2 separate regions of the Sus scrofa genome follow, and region 1 is linked to region 2. A link is a contact called in public Hi-C data. All regions are on one chromosome and are shown on one strand. Each heading gives the region's core, a stretch centred on a gene start, on an enhancer-like site or on the middle of the called end of the contact. The rest is flanking DNA. Distances are from core to core; before and after follow the strand shown. Region 1 overlaps ADAMTSL1 (ADAMTS-like protein 1). Region 2 overlaps ADAMTSL1 (ADAMTS-like protein 1).

What was found. Hi-C and Micro-C count contacts between places; a contact is called where the count stands out from the background.
Region 1: a Hi-C map of skeletal muscle shows a contact between it and region 2, with 8 times the contacts expected there. The contact joins two enhancer-like sites. A contact is called at or near these places in 1 of 47 Hi-C or Micro-C datasets (skeletal muscle) and 1 of 2 datasets of contacts at active chromatin or transcription factors (skeletal muscle).

The regions. Positions count from the first base shown.
Region 1 is chr1:204,568,541-204,573,790 of Sscrofa11.1, forward strand. The region is part of intron 2 of ADAMTSL1 (ADAMTS-like protein 1); the gene reads right to left. Among named protein-coding and RNA genes, the nearest start is that of ADAMTSL1, 370 kb to the right of the region's middle. Within about 2 kb of position 2,436, at least 1 of the 83 cell types and tissues checked has an H3K27ac peak or open chromatin away from gene starts, as enhancers often do. A contact at or near this core is called in skeletal muscle, where this site is marked.
Region 2 is chr1:204,416,968-204,422,319 of Sscrofa11.1, forward strand. The region is part of intron 2 of ADAMTSL1 (ADAMTS-like protein 1); the gene reads right to left. Among named protein-coding and RNA genes, the nearest start is that of ADAMTSL1, 520 kb to the right of the region's middle. Within about 2 kb of position 3,959, at least 25 of the 83 cell types and tissues checked have an H3K27ac peak or open chromatin away from gene starts, as enhancers often do. A contact at or near this core is called in skeletal muscle, where this site is marked.

The DNA of each region.
Region 1 (5,250 bases), core at 1,186-3,685, 150 kb after region 2:
TGCAGAGTGAGCTATCTGTACATACCCACTGGAAAAGCTCAAAGAAACAGGCTGCTTTTTGTGAGCATGTGATCCAGCTGGAACCCTCATACATTGTTGGTGAAAATGAAAAAAAGGCACCTGCACCTTGGAAAACAGTTCAGCCATTCTATTCAAAATTAAACATGCACTTATTGTAAGACCTAGCAATCCTACTCCTAGGTATTTATCTAAGAGAAATGAAAACACGCCTACCTAAAGGCCTGTACATAAATATGTACAGCAGTTTTACTAATAATAGTCCCAAACTGGAAACAACTTCAAATGTCCATGACTCATGAATGGATTAATAGATACTAACACAACCATGTAATGCTACTTGGGAATAAAAAAAGAATGGACTATTGATACATGAAAGAACATGGATGACCCTCAAAAGCATCATGCTATGTGAAGGAAGTTAGACACAGACACAGAAATTGTACAGTATCTGAGTATCTGATTTTATTTAAAATTCTATAAAAGCCTTATCTTTAGAAGATCAGTAGTTGCCTCAGGCTGGGAGTGGGAAACAACTGCCTATAAAACAAGAGGACTTTTTATGGTGAAGGAATCGTTCTGAAACTTGATTGTGGTTGGTGGCAGTTGGATGACTACATATTGTACCCACACTGTATGCTTAAATTGAATTAATTTTATTTTATGTAAATTATACATCAATAAAACTGTAAAATAAATGGGTATGAAACTATGCAGGAATGCTGTTAAGAACAGTTTTTATAAATAGCTATAAAGTAATGTGCACAATAATCAGAATAGGTGAGGAAGCTCTCTCACCCTCATTTCATCACTTTTTAACTTCATTACTAGAGGCAATGAGTAAAAGGACTTTTGAAATTACTTCTTACTCTTTTTCTAAATATTCACAACTAAATAGCATTGTTTCCTTCATATGAAATACTGAATACAAACTCTGCCCAGATGGACAAAAGATGTATTGTCTTCAAACCACTTGGTTGGCTCTCTTATACTTAACTTTTACTTCAGATATCCAAGTTTAAAAGCAACCAGATGAAGTTTTATGGAATTCTGTAAACGGGAAAAAAAAGAAGATGACGATGAAGAAGAAATAATGAAAACAACTTTTGCTCATGGGAGGAAACTTTCTGTGCCAACTTTCAGTTCAGAATGATCTTTCATTGGCCAAATTCCAAATTCCTCAAAGTACAGGCTTATAATGGAAGTGCTGACACAAACTCAAATGTAGCGCTGCAAACAGGATGATATAATAAATGGTGGGTAAATCTACTATCTTTTATGATAGTCTCCTTCCTTTGCAACAATTCAACTCATTTTAGATTATATTGTTACTGTAGAATTATGTGGGGAAAGTGACTGAAAATCACATCTTTTCCACACTCTGTTCCTATGTACTCATTACATGAAAATTAACCTTGGTGCTGAAAATTTTCAGACTTTTTTCTCTTTACATTGGTATTAATTTTTTTTTTTTTGCATCAAGTACAAACTTTTTTTCATTTAACCCATTCCTGTTGTCTTAAATAACTCAAGCATTGCAGAATTCTTTTTAAACTACTAGTTCCTTTCATGAAAGTATCATCAGTTTCTGAAACCGAAAATAATCTAGATTATTAACTTTTACTTATTTGGGAGAAAGAAATACTAGCTCAGTTTGCACATGTGTGCTTTTGGACTCTGTATTTCATGATAAACAACACTGTGTTATTACCATATGTTAATCTGAAGTTTTATGTGGAAAAGGAAAGAGCACTAGATATCATGTACATTTTAATAAATGCCTCAAATAAACCATGCCTAGAGATAGTGTTAATGATTCAAGCTTTTCCATAACACACTTGAAATAGTGGACTAAACTGCACAGAAGAGAATTCACAGTTCTTACTTTTGCAATACATGTGTGAGATACTTAAACCTTTCAAGTTTCTTTTCCATGGCTTCATCTGGGATTTATCCTCCAAATTATTTAAGCCTAAATGTTAAATAGGGCTTTCAAATTATGATTTGCATGTGTGCACGCAAGGGGCATGACTTAAACTGTGCTGTGAGAAGCCTACGTGAGAATTTCCTGAATTTAGAGCATATGAAAATCTCTAAGGGTCTTTCTGCACAGTTGACAATGATTAAGATCTGGTATGATAAATTTTGACATTTGATACTCAACCATGGAGGATGGATCACTCACGACTGGGTAACAGGATGTGAAGCCTTCGCATTACATTTTGTCAATTGATATCTAGGTCCCATCCAAGGAACTGGATGGGCTTTATCACATGGCTGGCACTGTGGTGGAATGAATTCGGTTTCAACTTTCAGGTGGGGTCAAAACATAAAACTTGCCATCCTAATGTTACACATTTGACATTCTCACTGGTAGAATAAGAATGATGCCAAGAAATAACTTAGCTGAAAATATACTCTCAAATTTGGAAGATGACTGTAGCCAGGGAGCCTGTTTAGCCAAAATTACTAGAGATGTCTGCAATGCTCTTGCCTAATTTTCCACTTCTCTGCTTATAAATAAATGTCCTAATTTCTTGTGAGAAAGTAAAAGGCTCACTGACTGCTATATCACTCCTGGGATTTAATGCTAAAAGTGTTCTACATGAAGGTCAATGTTACAGTGAGATATAGGTCCTAACCTCCTTTATCCCCAGTAATCATCTTTCTGTTATAGGCAAAAGGGTAAGTATGTGTGTATTTCCAATATCCTAATTATACTTTTTTTTTCAAATTTTCTTCTTTTCTCCATCTACTACCTGATAATTTAGATAAATGGTGATTTTACTCTTTAAAAATAATGTAAAAATGTGACTGCTCTCACTAGGCAGTGTATGAGACAGTACAAAGTTTGGCACAGATTTTAATTACTATGAGCTCAAAGAAATGAATGGTACCTTTAGTGGTAAAGGAAAGCTTAATGGAGGAGATGGGAATAGAGTGCAGAATGGGTAGGAGGGGGCAGGTAGATTAAAGAGAGGCAAGGGTCTAGGATGACCTTAGTGATGTCTAGGAAAACCATTTTCTGGGAAGGGGTAGAAAGGGTGCATCGACATTCAGTGAATGTGTATGATTCTCCAGGTATAACTTCTACAGTTTTTTTTTTTGCCATTTCTTGGGCCGCTCCCATGGCATATGGAAGTTCCCAGGCTAGGGGCTGAATCAGAGCTGTAGCTGATGGCCTACGCCAGAGCCATAGCAACACGGGATCCAAGCCGCGTCTGCAACCTACACCACAGCTCACGGCAACGCCGGATCCTTAACCCACTGAGCAAGGCCAGGAATCGAACCTGCAACCTCATGGTTCTTAGTCGGATTCATTAACCACTGAGCCACGATGGGAACTCCAGTTCTACAGTATTAATATTGCTGTTAAAAAATACTTAATTTCACCAATCCTAAACTTTCAGCTAATAGAGAATGGGAAGAAATCTGCCGTTTTACTATGACCTTGGTTTGGGACATTTTTATATACCTCCTGTATTTGTTAAAGTGCTGCTAGATGCTTGTACAGATAAACCACCACAATTGCATTACACAATAAACATTTCTGCCTTGCTCACAATACATACTAAAGTATGTGGTCCAAGTTGGGTGGTCTTCTACCTATCAGCGAAGTGATCATTCTGAAACTCAGCCTCCTACTATCTTATGGTTCCATCTCCTTCCAGCACCTTAGAGTCCTCTTCACTCAGAACTGGGAAAGGGACCATGGAGAATACAGATCTGTCTCCTCAGTCCTTCCCATGTTGATCACTTTTCCACTCATACGTCCTTTGGCTACAGTGTCCTACTTAGATGCAAGAACGCTGGAAAATGTAGTCATTAGCTGGACAGTTACTTCACCATGACAACTCAATACTGCTGAATGAAACTTTGATATCATTTCATGTCTTTGCTACACCTCTGAAATGTATGTATATTTTAGGTCATTACAGCTAAATGATCTTGCATTTTTGGATAAAATGTCCAATAAAGCAACACATCACGTGGATTATGATAGAAAATTATAAATTGAAGTATAGCTGATTTACAATGTTGTGCCAATTTCTGCTGTACAGCAAAGTGACCCAATCATACATATACACACATTCTTTTTCTCAGATTACCTTCCATCATATTCTTTTTTTTCTTCTTTTTATAGATGTAACTGCAGCATATGGAAGTTTCCATACTAGGGGTCAAATTGGAGCTGCAACTGCAGGCCTATGCCACAGCCATGGCAATGCTGGATTTGAGCTGCATCTGTGATCTACACCATAGCTTGTGGGAGTGCCAGATTCTTAGCCCACTGAGTGAAGCCCCAGATGGAACCTGCATTCTCATGGAGACTTCATTCGGTTCTTAACCCACTGAGTCACAATGGGAACTCCTTTTCCATCATGTTCTATCCCAAGATATTGGATATGTTTCCTTGTTCTATACAGTAGGATTTCATTTCTTATTCATTCTAAATGTAATACATTGCATCTACTAACCCCAAACTCTCTGTCCATCCACCTCCTCCTTGCCAACCACAAGTTCATTCTCCATGTCTATAAATCTGTTTCTGTTTTGTATATAGGTTCATTTGTGCCATGTTTTAGATTCCACATATAAGTGATATCATATGCTATTTGTCTTTCTCTATCTACTTACTTTACTCAGTACGAGAATCTCCTACTGTATCCATGTTTCTGTGAATAGCATTATTTTGTGTTTTTTATGGCTGAGTAGTATTCCATTATAAATATGTGCCACATATTAACAAGGTTTACCTAGGAATCAATCATTCCTAGATTAATACTTATATTTCTCAGCTGGCAGTCATTCCATTCAATTATTACCCTAAAAAAACATCAGAAATTCAGGTCCCAAACAAATGCTTTCTAGCTCCAGGGAGGGATAGTAAGATAATTTTTTTTAAGATAATTTGGTATTTCAGTTGAATTGTTTCATTAGAAGTCTGCCTGACCTTTTATGGAAAGTAGTCTTGTACAGATAGCACTGGATTATATATCTCCAAAAAGTTGCTTTTCCAAACTCCTGGTTCCTGAGATTATACCATACAGAGCTAGTTGCTCATCCATGAGAAAGCAGGATAAATCTAAATAAGCAGTTGGGATACACAAATTAAAAAAAATAGATGAAGAGGAAATACTCTCTCCACAGAGTTACCCACACTGGTTTGTGGTAACACATTTGTTTCTAGTTCTGGGGAAAGTTTAGGGTATGGCTTTGAACAGCACCCAA
Region 2 (5,352 bases), core at 2,709-5,208:
GGGAACTCCTATATCCTTTTCTAACACTAAATAATCTCTAAAGTTACCCGCATGTTCATTGCAGCACTATTAACAATAGCCAAGACATGGAAACAACCCAAATGTCCATTGGATTAGGAAGTTGTGGTATATATACACAATGGAATACTACTTAGCCATAAAAAAGAACAAAATAATGCCATTTGCAGCAACATGGATGAAACTAGAAACTCTCATAGTGAGTGAAGTAAGTCAGAAAGAGAAAGACAAATACCATATGATGTCACTTATATCTGGAATCTAATATAAGGCACAAATGAACCTTTCCACAGAGGAGAAAATCATGGACTTGGGAGAATAGACTTGTGGTTGCCAAGGGGGAGGGGAAGGGAGTGGGATGGATTGGGATCTTGGGGTTAACTGATGCAAACTATTGCCTTTAGAAAGGATTAGCGATGAGGTTCTGCTGTATAGCACTGGGAACTATGTCTAGTCACTCATGATGGAGCATGATAATGTGAGAAAATAGAATTGTATATGTATGTGTAACTGGGTCACCCTGCTGTACAGTAGAAAAAAAAATTGTATTGGGGAAATAATTTAAAAAAATAAAATTAAATATAAAAAAACTAAAATTAAAAAAATTCAAAAAAATCTTTAAAGTTGATGTGGAATATATCTATTATAGTTTAAACATTTATGTAAAGTAATGCTACACATAAAATATGAAGCTAAAGGGTATACAGAGAAAATATACCAGTGCTAACTCTTGTATGCCTTCTGAAGTAAGGACTTGATTATCAGACAGATACATAAATTATATATGGTCACTATGCATATACTGTTTTACAATTAAAAAGAGTAACGTGTACTTATGTGCGTTCTTTGATGAGAGAGGGAAACGCAGCCTAACGTTTTGCAAATGTAGTGCCAGATGCTGGGAATATGGAAAGTGCTGAGCGGTGGGTATACAGAAAGAATAAAATATTTTCTTTGCCCCTCTAATAATTTACCCTCCTTGGGAGAGGAAAGTCTGCTGTTCCTCCACTGCAGAATCATTTATATGCAATTGGTAGAGGAACAATGTCCGAATCATAAGGAGTTTGGCTGCCTGGTACACCATTTCCCCACCCCTTGCTGTACATGGGGGCACCCCTGCCCTGGCGAGGTGTGGAGGGCTGCAGTGCTGTGCCCCGAGCCACTTGCTCCATCATTTGCTTCTCAGCTCTCATGCCACATGCTCTGATGGGATGCGTTTGTTGCAGGTCCTCCCATTGTGGTGTATTTTTTTCTTTCCTCCATTACTTAGCAGTCTCAACCCCTCCTGTTCTCCTCTTCCATTAAGCTACTCTTACTTTCTGTTTTAGTGGTAAAGTCCTATATTTCTAGTGGTATTTGTTAGGAATCTAACACACCCTTTAAAGGGTGCTAGTGTTTTTACAGGTTTGTTATTGTTTTTGTGGGTGTTCTACTCCCAAAGTTTCCTGAGTGTGAATCGCCTGCCCTGATCTAATTTTCTTATAAATCCTGCTAGTTTTAATGCATGTTTCCCAGGATCTCAAGACTTTTCAGAAATGCCTACCACACAATAATAGAACTGCCTGGATATGTGAAAGCATAATGTCAAGTATAATAGGCTGCATGTGAATATAGTAAGAAAATTCTAAGCATGATCTGTAGTGGTTAGCTAGCCAATGCTATCAGGAAGATATATCAGGATTTGGGAGAAGACTGAACCTTGAATATAAATAGCAAGTTACTGGATGGTATGAAGCAGTATAGTGAAATAAGAGCCTAGGTTCAAACCACACTGAGGGTCAAAGAGTTGACCACTTTCTTATTATATAACTTTGGGTACACAGATCATCCTCTACATCTCCATTTCATTATCTATCAAATGACAGTTCTGTAGGAAGATGAAATGGGATAATAATATAACATGCTTAGCACACTGCCTGGCATTCATTCAATGAGAACTGATTAAGGGTCTGAGAGCCAGGCACTCACTACTGGGGAGCCTAAGGATACGGTTGCAAACAAAGTACAATGTAGAGTATTCAATTTTTTTTTAAATGCAGTTATTACAAGGGTGTTTCTCATTTCCTTATATCTGCTCCATATACTTCTGAAAACGGAATCTCTTCAGTTAGCAATAACAACGAGCAAATCCAGTTGTTGGTACGTTATGTGTTCTTTACTCCATTGCTGGAACATATCATCAAAGCAAAGTTAAGACAAAGGCACTGGGGTGATCATGTTGTCTGAGGAACAGTGCTGGATAGGGGAGTCCCTGGCAGGGCTGGCCGGTCGGTCATGACCTAGGGAAAATGACTCTTTGTTTCTTAAGATGCTTCTAGACAGCAACAAAGAACCAAAAAGAACTTTGCAGAACACCAATATGGAATCATTTAAAAAGAATAAGGAAGAAAAAGACCGGCTACCCGGTCTTGGCTTACAGTGCGGGAGTGTGTGTGTAGGTGGGGGAGGGGGTACAAGGGCTCTGGAAGGGAGCCCTGGCGGCTCTGTCTTCCCTGGGTGCTGGGGCGGGGGGGGGGGGGGGCTCGAACACTTGGTGAAATGCACACTTGGTGAAATGCACATTTGGTGAAATGCAAAGATCAATCAGATTCACAGGGCAGTGGGGTAGTGGGGGCGGGAGTCAGAGAGGGGGGCTGCCCTGTGTGTCCAGACCCTCTCTGCGCCTGCTTGTCTGTTTGGGTAAGCCTAAACTGAGCGCAGGGTCCTCACTGGCTGCCGAGGAGCTGGCGCCGGGCAAGAGACTTGCAGCCAACAACAGCAAATGGTGGCGGTGAAGAGGAAGCCTGCGGTGCTGCAGCCCCCTCTAGGGTAACATTTAGGAGCATGAGAAGAAAGGCAATGCAAGAGGGCAGCTTGGAAGGAAGGGACAGGCTTGAAATTCGAGCGAGGGGACCGGACTGGAGAGAGGTGGGGGGAAGCCAGCAGTAGTTCCAAAATACCGCGTCAGGTCCTGCTGACACCAAAGCAAAAACATCCCTCACCACCCCAGGGGCTGGGAGGCTGAGTTCACTTGTCCATGGGGGTGGCTGCCCTAGTGGTGTTGGGTTCCTTGACAGAGATCAAAAGGGGAGCTTGCTGCTCTTAGAGCAGAACTCTGCATACACTCTTCAGAGAGGTGCTCTGTTTTCACCAGAAGTTATTTTTCAAAAATAACAAGTTTGGGGTTTCTCTCTCCTTCGATGTCTCCTTTCATTCATATTCTGATTCTGTCTCTCTCTTCTCTCCTTTCTTTCTTCTGGTCGTGATTAAGACCAGAAGTGCTCAATTAATGCTATCCTGTTGCATAAGGCCAATGAAGAGAACTGTTATTTGGCTCAATGTTATCTGGCCTGATGTGGTGAATAAACAAGACCCGGTGCAGGGCCCACCAGGCACGTGGTGGCAAGAGTCCCCACAGCCCCTCTTCTGCCCATGCCATCGTGCAGCCTGGATTAGCAAGCAGGGCTGTATAATTGCCAGGAGAATGGTGCCTGATCTTGGCATTGAAAGTGTATCAGTGTTAACAGCTGGGTGCCTATGTCATGCTCAATGACGATTTAGTGGCAACATCGGATATCAGATTAGCCAGGCTAGCAGGCAGGGGCTGTCTTCTTGCCAAAGCTGTGCAGCTCCAAAGGTCACGGTGACCTCCTGGGCTTAATATTGGTATTTAATGAAATGCCTTCCTTATCACTCTTCTCGGCCAAGGGCTTTATTTCTGAGAAGAGCTTCCAAATATAACATGATCTAGTGTCCTGGGTTGCCTTGCTAAACTCCCAAGAGGTGCCTCTGTACCTCAGACTCTGAATGGGTGGTGAGCTAGGAACAAAGATATAAGGGAATTCAGAAAGGGAGGGAGCCAACAGGAACGGTCAATCAGGATAGGACTTGTGTTATCCCAATGAGTTTAGACTTGACCTTGTAGCAGTGAGAAGGCAGTTATAGGATCTTATACTTTATACAAAACAGAGTCAGAGACTGCAGGCTGTTGTGACTGAAAAAGGAAGCCCCATTGCTCCCAATGGGAGAGAGAAGTGAGGTCTGAACCACACTATTAGCAGCAGAAACAGAGGGAAGGGAAGGACGCAAGAGATATGAAGGTGGTAAAATTTACAGGACATGGTGACTACTTGGAAGTGGGACATGAGAAAGAGAGCATGTCTGGCTCTAGAAATCCAGCTGCATGGGTGCTGCTGCCCTTAAAAAATGATGGGTTATTAAGAAGTAGGTTTGGGAGTTCCCATTGTGGCTCAGTGGGTAACGAATCCGACTAGGAACGATGAGGTTGTGGGTTCGATCCCTGGCCTTGCTCAGTAGGTTAAGGATCCGGCATTGGGATCCTGCGTTGCTGTGGCTGTGGTGTAGGCCAGCAGCTGTGGCTCCGATTCGACCCCTAGCCTGGGAACCTCCATATGCCACAGGAGTGGCCCAAGAAATGGCAAAAAAGACAAAAAAAAAAAAAAAAAAAAAAAAGTAGGTTTGCCAAGAATGCTGGAGTGGAGCTAGTGAGTTCATTTGTGATGTGCAGAGTGTGATGTGCATAGCAACCACCAATGTCCTTCAATGGGGACCCCTCTTTGCTGCAGCGAATCACCTTGCCAAAGACTACAACCCTCCTAGATGATGGCCTATTGCCAGTGACTGGTTGATGCCTGGGTACAAAGGCCCATTCCCCCTGGCTTCAATTTAGGACAACTCTGAATAATTATTCCAGCTCTAGAGCCCCCCTTCGGCTTGGTCACAGCCTCCTTGTGGGTCAGCTTTTACCTCTACCTGCCTGTCCTTTCTCTTCCTTACAGGTGTGTCTCCCAAGGATCCTCCCCAACAATCCTTCTGCAGGTAAATCTCTACCCATCCCAGGGTAGAGACACTTCCAGGGACACTTTATAAGAGAGTGTGGTTAGAAGAAAAGGATTCCAGAGGATGGCTAAGAAAATAGAAAATATATAGTTTTGAAACCTAAAGGAAGAGTAAAGTTTCTGGGAACAGATAGGAGTTGATAGTATCAAATACCACAGAGAGCTGTAGAGTAAAAAAGGGCTGAGAAGTATTCACTGAACAGCCAGGAGGTAAGCCATGGATAACTATGACCAGGGCTGTTTAAAGGAGCAATAGTGTAGAAGACAATTTGCAGTGGGTCCACTGGGAACCATATCTAGTCACCTACGATGGAGTGTGATAATGTGTGTATGTATGACTGGGTCACCTTGCTGTATAGTAGAAAATTGACAGAACACTGTAAACCAGCTATAATAGAAAAAAATAAAAATCATTTGAGACTTAAAAAAAAAAAGAACAACACAGGCACGTGGAGAGAGTCAGTGTAGACTGCTGTTTGAAGAATCATGTCTGTGG